2 separate regions of the Sus scrofa genome follow, and region 2 is linked to region 1. The links are chromatin contacts, called in public Hi-C maps. All regions are on one chromosome and are shown on one strand. Each heading gives the region's core, a stretch centred on a gene start, on an enhancer-like site or on the middle of the called end of the contact. The rest is flanking DNA. Distances are from core to core; before and after follow the strand shown. Region 1 holds the start of ZNF462 (zinc finger protein 462). Region 2 holds the start of RAD23B (UV excision repair protein RAD23 homolog B).

Region 1 (2,795 bases), core at 111-2,610:
GATGGCGGGGGTGATAAATAAATAAATAAATGACACTCTACGCGTGCGGTGGAGAAGAAAGGAGGGGGAGGGAGAGGAGAGGCGAGGAGTGCGAAGAGAAAAAGTAAGGAGAGGAGACCAAGGAGGAGAAAGCTCATAGGCAAAAGGGAAACGGGAGTCAAAGAACGGAGAGCAGAAGAAAGGAGAGAGGAAGACGGTGAGGTTGTTCAGGACTGAAATGACCCTGGCTTTGTACAGACTTGGGAGGACTCCGGCTTCCAGGTGCCTGGAGGGACCTGGGGAAGCCCTTCTGCCCCGAGCTCCTCCCCCGGGACCCCAGGGGTGTCTGAGCACCGGTCGCGGCTCCCCCATAAATTCCTCGTGGCAACCAGAAGAAGCGCGCTCGGTCTCCGCCGTCCCTTCAGTGCCCCAGCTGATAATTTACCTCTTTGTCTTTAATAAATAGCTGACTTTTTCTGTCAAGCTCTGCACCGGGAAAATAACAATCGTATTTCAGGTTGAAAGCTCCTATTACTGCTGGGTTTGGGAGGTTGTGATAAAAATCTTCATCGACGTGAAGGTGCCTTCAGGGTTGGCTCGGGTCGGAAGTCCTAAGATGGGGGCCGCCCTTCCCCGGGGGCGGGGGCGGGGGGCAGGGACACAGGGAACCCGGCGGTGCAGAGGGAGGAGGAAGAGACGAGGTCAGAGGAAACTCAAGGCTCCTGGGGCACCAAAGGGCTTCCCGCAGTCGGGGAATGAGCCCTGGGGAGGAGCCTTTCGCGAGAACGTGAGCGCGCCCCAACACGCCTCAGACCTCATAAACCCACTTGGCAAAGACCGGGCGAGCGGCTGGCTGACCGACTGCGGTGAACTCGAGAAATTAACCTGCGCAGCAATTAAACGGGCTGCCGCCCTTTCAGACTCACCTCGAGCGACCGAGATGGAGAGCTCCCGAACCGGCCGCGGGGGGACCTGGCTCCTCCCTCCCGTCCCAGGAGAAGAGGACAAAAAGGGGAGATGGACTTGGAGATGGCCCCGCCCTTCAAACGCTCCAATCCTTGGAAACTAAACCTCCTCTCCAAGCCTCCACGTCTAGAAGGGACAAAGGCAGCGAGGAGATCCGGAGACCGATGGGGAGATAGATGGCTTTCGGGCTTCTCAAGTGGGTGTTTGGGGCAGAAGGTATAATGGCTAAGTTTCCATTCCAAACACAGGATCGTCTGCAGAAGACCATCTTATGATTTAGAAGCAGAGCGACTTCCCAAAGCCGTGAAGCAAAACTACTGCAAAACTCCCGCATAGCCCTGCCTTTTGAGTGGGGGGAAAGCTAAGATTTCCATTAATGATGCCAGACACAAATTTTTCGATTTTTTTGGAGTCACAAGTGCTTTAACTGCCCCTCTAAAATAATTGAAAGTAATTAAACATGGTAGGGGAGTGGACTTTTTGTTTGCTTGTTTTTATGGGGGATAAGTTTTCTTTCAAATGATAGGAAAGCATTTTGATAAATAAAAGCTGGGTCCGTCAAGGAAAGGTTTTAGGGAAAACCTTGACAAACTTGGCCCATAAGTAACTGTAATTATGCTTTGCCATTAGCGGACCATTAAGATAAGCAGGAGAAAGTTCACACCTCCTGCTAGTTAATTCCCTAAGAATATGCGAAAGATAATACAAGCCTAGTTGATGGGTTATCTTCTCCACCAGGAGGGTTAATTTCTAAATTTTTTAATTAAAATGGAAAAGCTTAGGTTTTGTACACAGGCAACAATGTGAGGGAAGTCTCATAGGGACAGGTTGACTCCCGTGAAATGTGCCTTTTGTTACTATACCCTATGCCATTATCCCCTGGAGTCATATGGGATTTCAAGACTTTATTAATGTTCCAGGAAATATGAATATGTGGGAAGTCTAGACTTTCTTCTCCCTTATCATGGTGACTGGCATACAGACTCCTCATAAAAGGAAATTATGGCTCATCAAAAGAGTGACTTTATGAGCATTAATAGAATAATAAATCTTGCAATTTTAGTTCAAGAAACAGTGGAGTCCTACAATCAGAGTGACCCATGCAAATATGATCCTCTTACTTGCCCAACTCTAGCAGGATAGGGATAGTCTATAAATCATTTTGGTTTTTAAAGGTTGGGATATAGCGCAGGGAACTACAGTCAATATCCTATGATACCATAATGGAAAAGAATATTTTTTAAAAAGAATATGTGTGTATACGTATATAACTGAATCACTGCTGTGTAGCAGAAATTAACGCAATATTCTAAATCAACTATACTTCAATAAAAAATTAATAAATTTTTTAAAAGATTAGAAAAGGAAAGCACCCAAACCTCTCAAAGAAAAGTGTTTATGGGAGAAAAGAGGACTTCTATCCCCTGCAGGAAGGAATTATGAAAAGACAGAAGAGTTGGTCCAGAGGCTACATTAAAAAGATAGAATTTCAACTGAAACAAGCGTGAATAGATGTTTTAATGTCATTGTTAGGTTATAGCATATAAAAAAGGAAAAGTCCTACTTCCTGAAAACTATGTTAAAAATATTCTAGTTTATAACCCCACTTTCTAAATTCCAGCTGGAAAACTGTTCAAGCTGATGATTTTAGCAAAACAAAGAGTAGATGAAAAGAGTGTATGGCTTTTTCAGAAGTCTTAATTATCCCATCTTCAAACAATTGACTGCATTGTGACACACTTCTTGAACTTGGTGGTATTTTCCTTCCTATGTAAAACACCTTTTCCAAGAAATTCAATATAGTCTTTTTACTATTTGAGTTTGTTATTGTCAACAGGTTATTTACTTTG
Region 2 (2,945 bases), core at 103-2,602, 420 kb before region 1:
TGCAAATAAAAGCGCCCCCAATTCTGCGGGGAAGGGGGCAAAGAATGCATTTTCACCACTCACCTCTCGCTCTGCGGCAAACGGAACCTGACACTTTTTTTTTAAGGTTAATTATCGCCGGTCTGCACCTCCTAGACCTTAGCGCCTAACCAGATCCACGCAGAAATAGTGGCGACACCTAAATCTCCCTCCCCCACCTGTGCATCCACACCAGGGAGCTCGGCTAGACCGCTGAAGCAGCCCTAAGCTTCCCTCCCCCTCAAGCCCCTCTGCCGGGAGGGCCCAGGCCCAAGCCTCCGGTGCCCTGCAGGCATGTGCTCCACGCCGCCAGGGCTTCAGTTTCGGCCACTGCTTCCCCTTACTCCTGACACAAAGCCCAGAGCCAACTCCCAAGGTCCGGTCGGCCACACGCCGCAGGGCCCCGGGGCCCTGCCCGCGCCCGGGCCCGCAGGCCTCAGCCAGCGTCGGGGGCCCGAACCCCCGTTCACCGCGCCCTCTCGAGTACACCGGGGACCCTCCCAGCTCGGGCGCGCCGCCGGGCCCCGCTCTGATATAGGCCGGGACCCCACGAAAGGCCTCGCAGCGCCGACCTCCGCCTAGGCCTGGCTGGCCACTCGCGCAGCTGCCGCGTCCCGGGCCCCGCGCTCCCCGCTGCTCTCACCGTCTCCTCGGGGTCGATGTCGATCTTGAAGGTCTGCTGCTGGAGGGTCTTCAGGGTGATCTGCATGGTGCCGCCGCGCAGCTCCGCTGCCGGGCCTGCTCCGGGTGCTGGCCGCTGGGCGGGGTCTGTGGCCTGGCGGGGCCCTGGGGTCGCCCGCGCTCCTCGCGCACTCGGGAGGAAGGCGGTGGGGGTGGGGGCTTGTCACATTCGCCCTGCAGAGCGGCCTCTCCCCCAGCCCTGGTCCTGGGCCGCGCCGCTGCCTCCGCGACTGCGGCTTTCCTCGCGAGCTCGGGCTGCAGTGCTTCTTCACACGCCTGGCGCCAGCCTCAAGGTCTACAGGAGGTTCAAGGGGCTATGCGAAACCAGCAGAGAACCCGCTAGCTCACCACAGACTGGTGGCCGCCATCATCGTGACTCGCCGAGACGCGCCCCCTCCCCCACCCGAAAAACCTGGGGGATGGGGCCGCACTGTCGGAGCGCGCAGGCGTAGGGTGCGGCGAGCCTGTGCGCAGGCGCAGCCGAGAACTCCGCCCCGGAATTGGGGCGGGGCGGATTACGGCTCTGGAATGTCGGCGTCCTGGATCGCGCGTGCGCAGGCGTAGTCAGTGGGGCGCCTCGGGGGCTCTCGGGGCTTCCCTGTCGCGTCGGCTGCCGGGGGCGTTCTCCCGCCCTCCGCCGCTCCGCCTACGTCCAGACTCCGCCCGGTAGCTTGAGTTGGGCAATCTGTAGCCGAGGAAGCGCTACGTGGAGACCGGACTAAGTGGATGCAGAGCCCTGGAGCTGGGCAACTAGAGGGCGGTAGGTCAGGGCGGGGTTTAAATGAAACAGCCACAGTAGTGAGCCGGCGTTTACTGGGCGCTTGCTGTGTGGCCACTGATTCTATTATCCTGAGAGCGCTGACTTCAGCACCAGACTGCCTTGATGGACCTTGGGGCTAAATACAAGGTCAAATTATATCACTTCCCTGGGCAGAACTGTCCAGTGGGTACTCATCGCACCCAAAGTAAAAGTTCTTAGGACTGGATACACAGCCACTTCCTCGCATATATCCTGACTCTCATGGCAGATGCACTCAGCTGAGGGCCTGCCTTTTCGCTCGCTGTTTCCGTCCCTAAGTCTTCTTTCCCCAGGTACCTGGGTGGCTCACTGTCTCTCCCTTCTCGGGGAGGTCTGCTGTGGATACTCAACGTAAACCGCAATTTCCCTAACCACATTACCCTGCTGTGTGTTTTGTTTTGTTTTGTTTTTTTTCTATAGCATTTATCTTCTAATTACCATAAATGTAATATTTATTAGATTTATTATCTTTCTCTCTTCTGTAAACACAGACAAGCTGCACAAGGGCAAGGGTATTGTTATATTGCCTGATGTACCCCCAGCACGAAGAAACATGCCTGGCATGTAATGTAGGCACACAGTAAATATGTGTGGAATGGGTAAATATGCTTTCTGTTTCTCATCAGTAAGCTGAGAGTAATAACAGCACTCAGTTTCATTGATTATTGGAGAAGAGGTGTTGAACAATGTATACAGTAAAAATCTTAGTGGCAGGAACATAGTAAGCAGTTCATAAAGAGATAGCTATTTGTAGTATGCCCATTTACAGATAAGAAAACTTAAGTGTAGTACCCGGAATCACCCACCTGGTGAGTGGCGGGTCCAGAATTTGAACCCAAGCCGAATGACTCCAGACCCTGGGCTCCTAAGTGCCTGGCTGTTCTGCCTCTTAATAAAGTGCCATCTTGCATATTTGACTTAAAGTAGTTCAAGTGTAAAGTTACAATTAAGTCACTAGCTGTGTGACTAATTGCAAAGGACCTCTCTGGAGCAGCATCTTCACTGATACAATGTCATTGATTGGTTTTCTGTAGATTGTAAGAGCTCAGGTATAATTCTTCCATGGAACTTTGCCTGATCAACTTCCCTCTCCTTCAGCTGTCCCACTGCCCCCTTCACAACACGTATCTCCCTGTGTTATAATTCCATATCTAAACCTTGGCTTTCCGTCTTCCTGTATATCTACTGTTAATCACCAGGTGATCTCATCACGTCCTTTGTTTTGAAATACTTCCAGCCTGGACCTTTAGCTATAGATAGAATTAGCCAATTGCCTACGTAATATCTTTACTTGAAATATAATGGAGTTCTTGCTGTGGCACAGCAGCTGTGGCTATAGCAGCTTGGATTGCTGAAGAGGTATGGGTTCTATCCCCAGCCCAGCGCAGTGGGTTAAAGGATCTGGCAGTTGCTGCAGGTGTGGCATAGGGCACAGTTGCTCAGATTC

Evidence for each region. Hi-C and Micro-C count contacts between places; a contact is called where the count stands out from the background.
Region 2: a contact with region 1 is called in a Hi-C map of epiblast stem cells, with 3 times the contacts expected there. The contact joins the promoter of RAD23B here to the promoter of ZNF462 in region 1. A contact is called at or near these places in 2 of 47 Hi-C or Micro-C datasets (epiblast stem cells and heart right ventricle) and 1 of 2 datasets of contacts at active chromatin or transcription factors (skeletal muscle).

Annotation. Positions count from the first base shown.
Region 1 is chr1:248,027,701-248,030,495 of Sscrofa11.1, reverse strand. It overlaps ZNF462 (zinc finger protein 462), which reads right to left and starts at 1,360. Exons shown (of 13, transcript XM_013993738.2): 1 at 906-1,360.
Region 2 is chr1:248,446,398-248,449,342 of Sscrofa11.1, reverse strand. It overlaps RAD23B (UV excision repair protein RAD23 homolog B), which reads right to left and starts at 1,352. Exons shown (of 10, transcript XM_001927866.6): 1 at 662-1,352. The coding sequence starts at 727.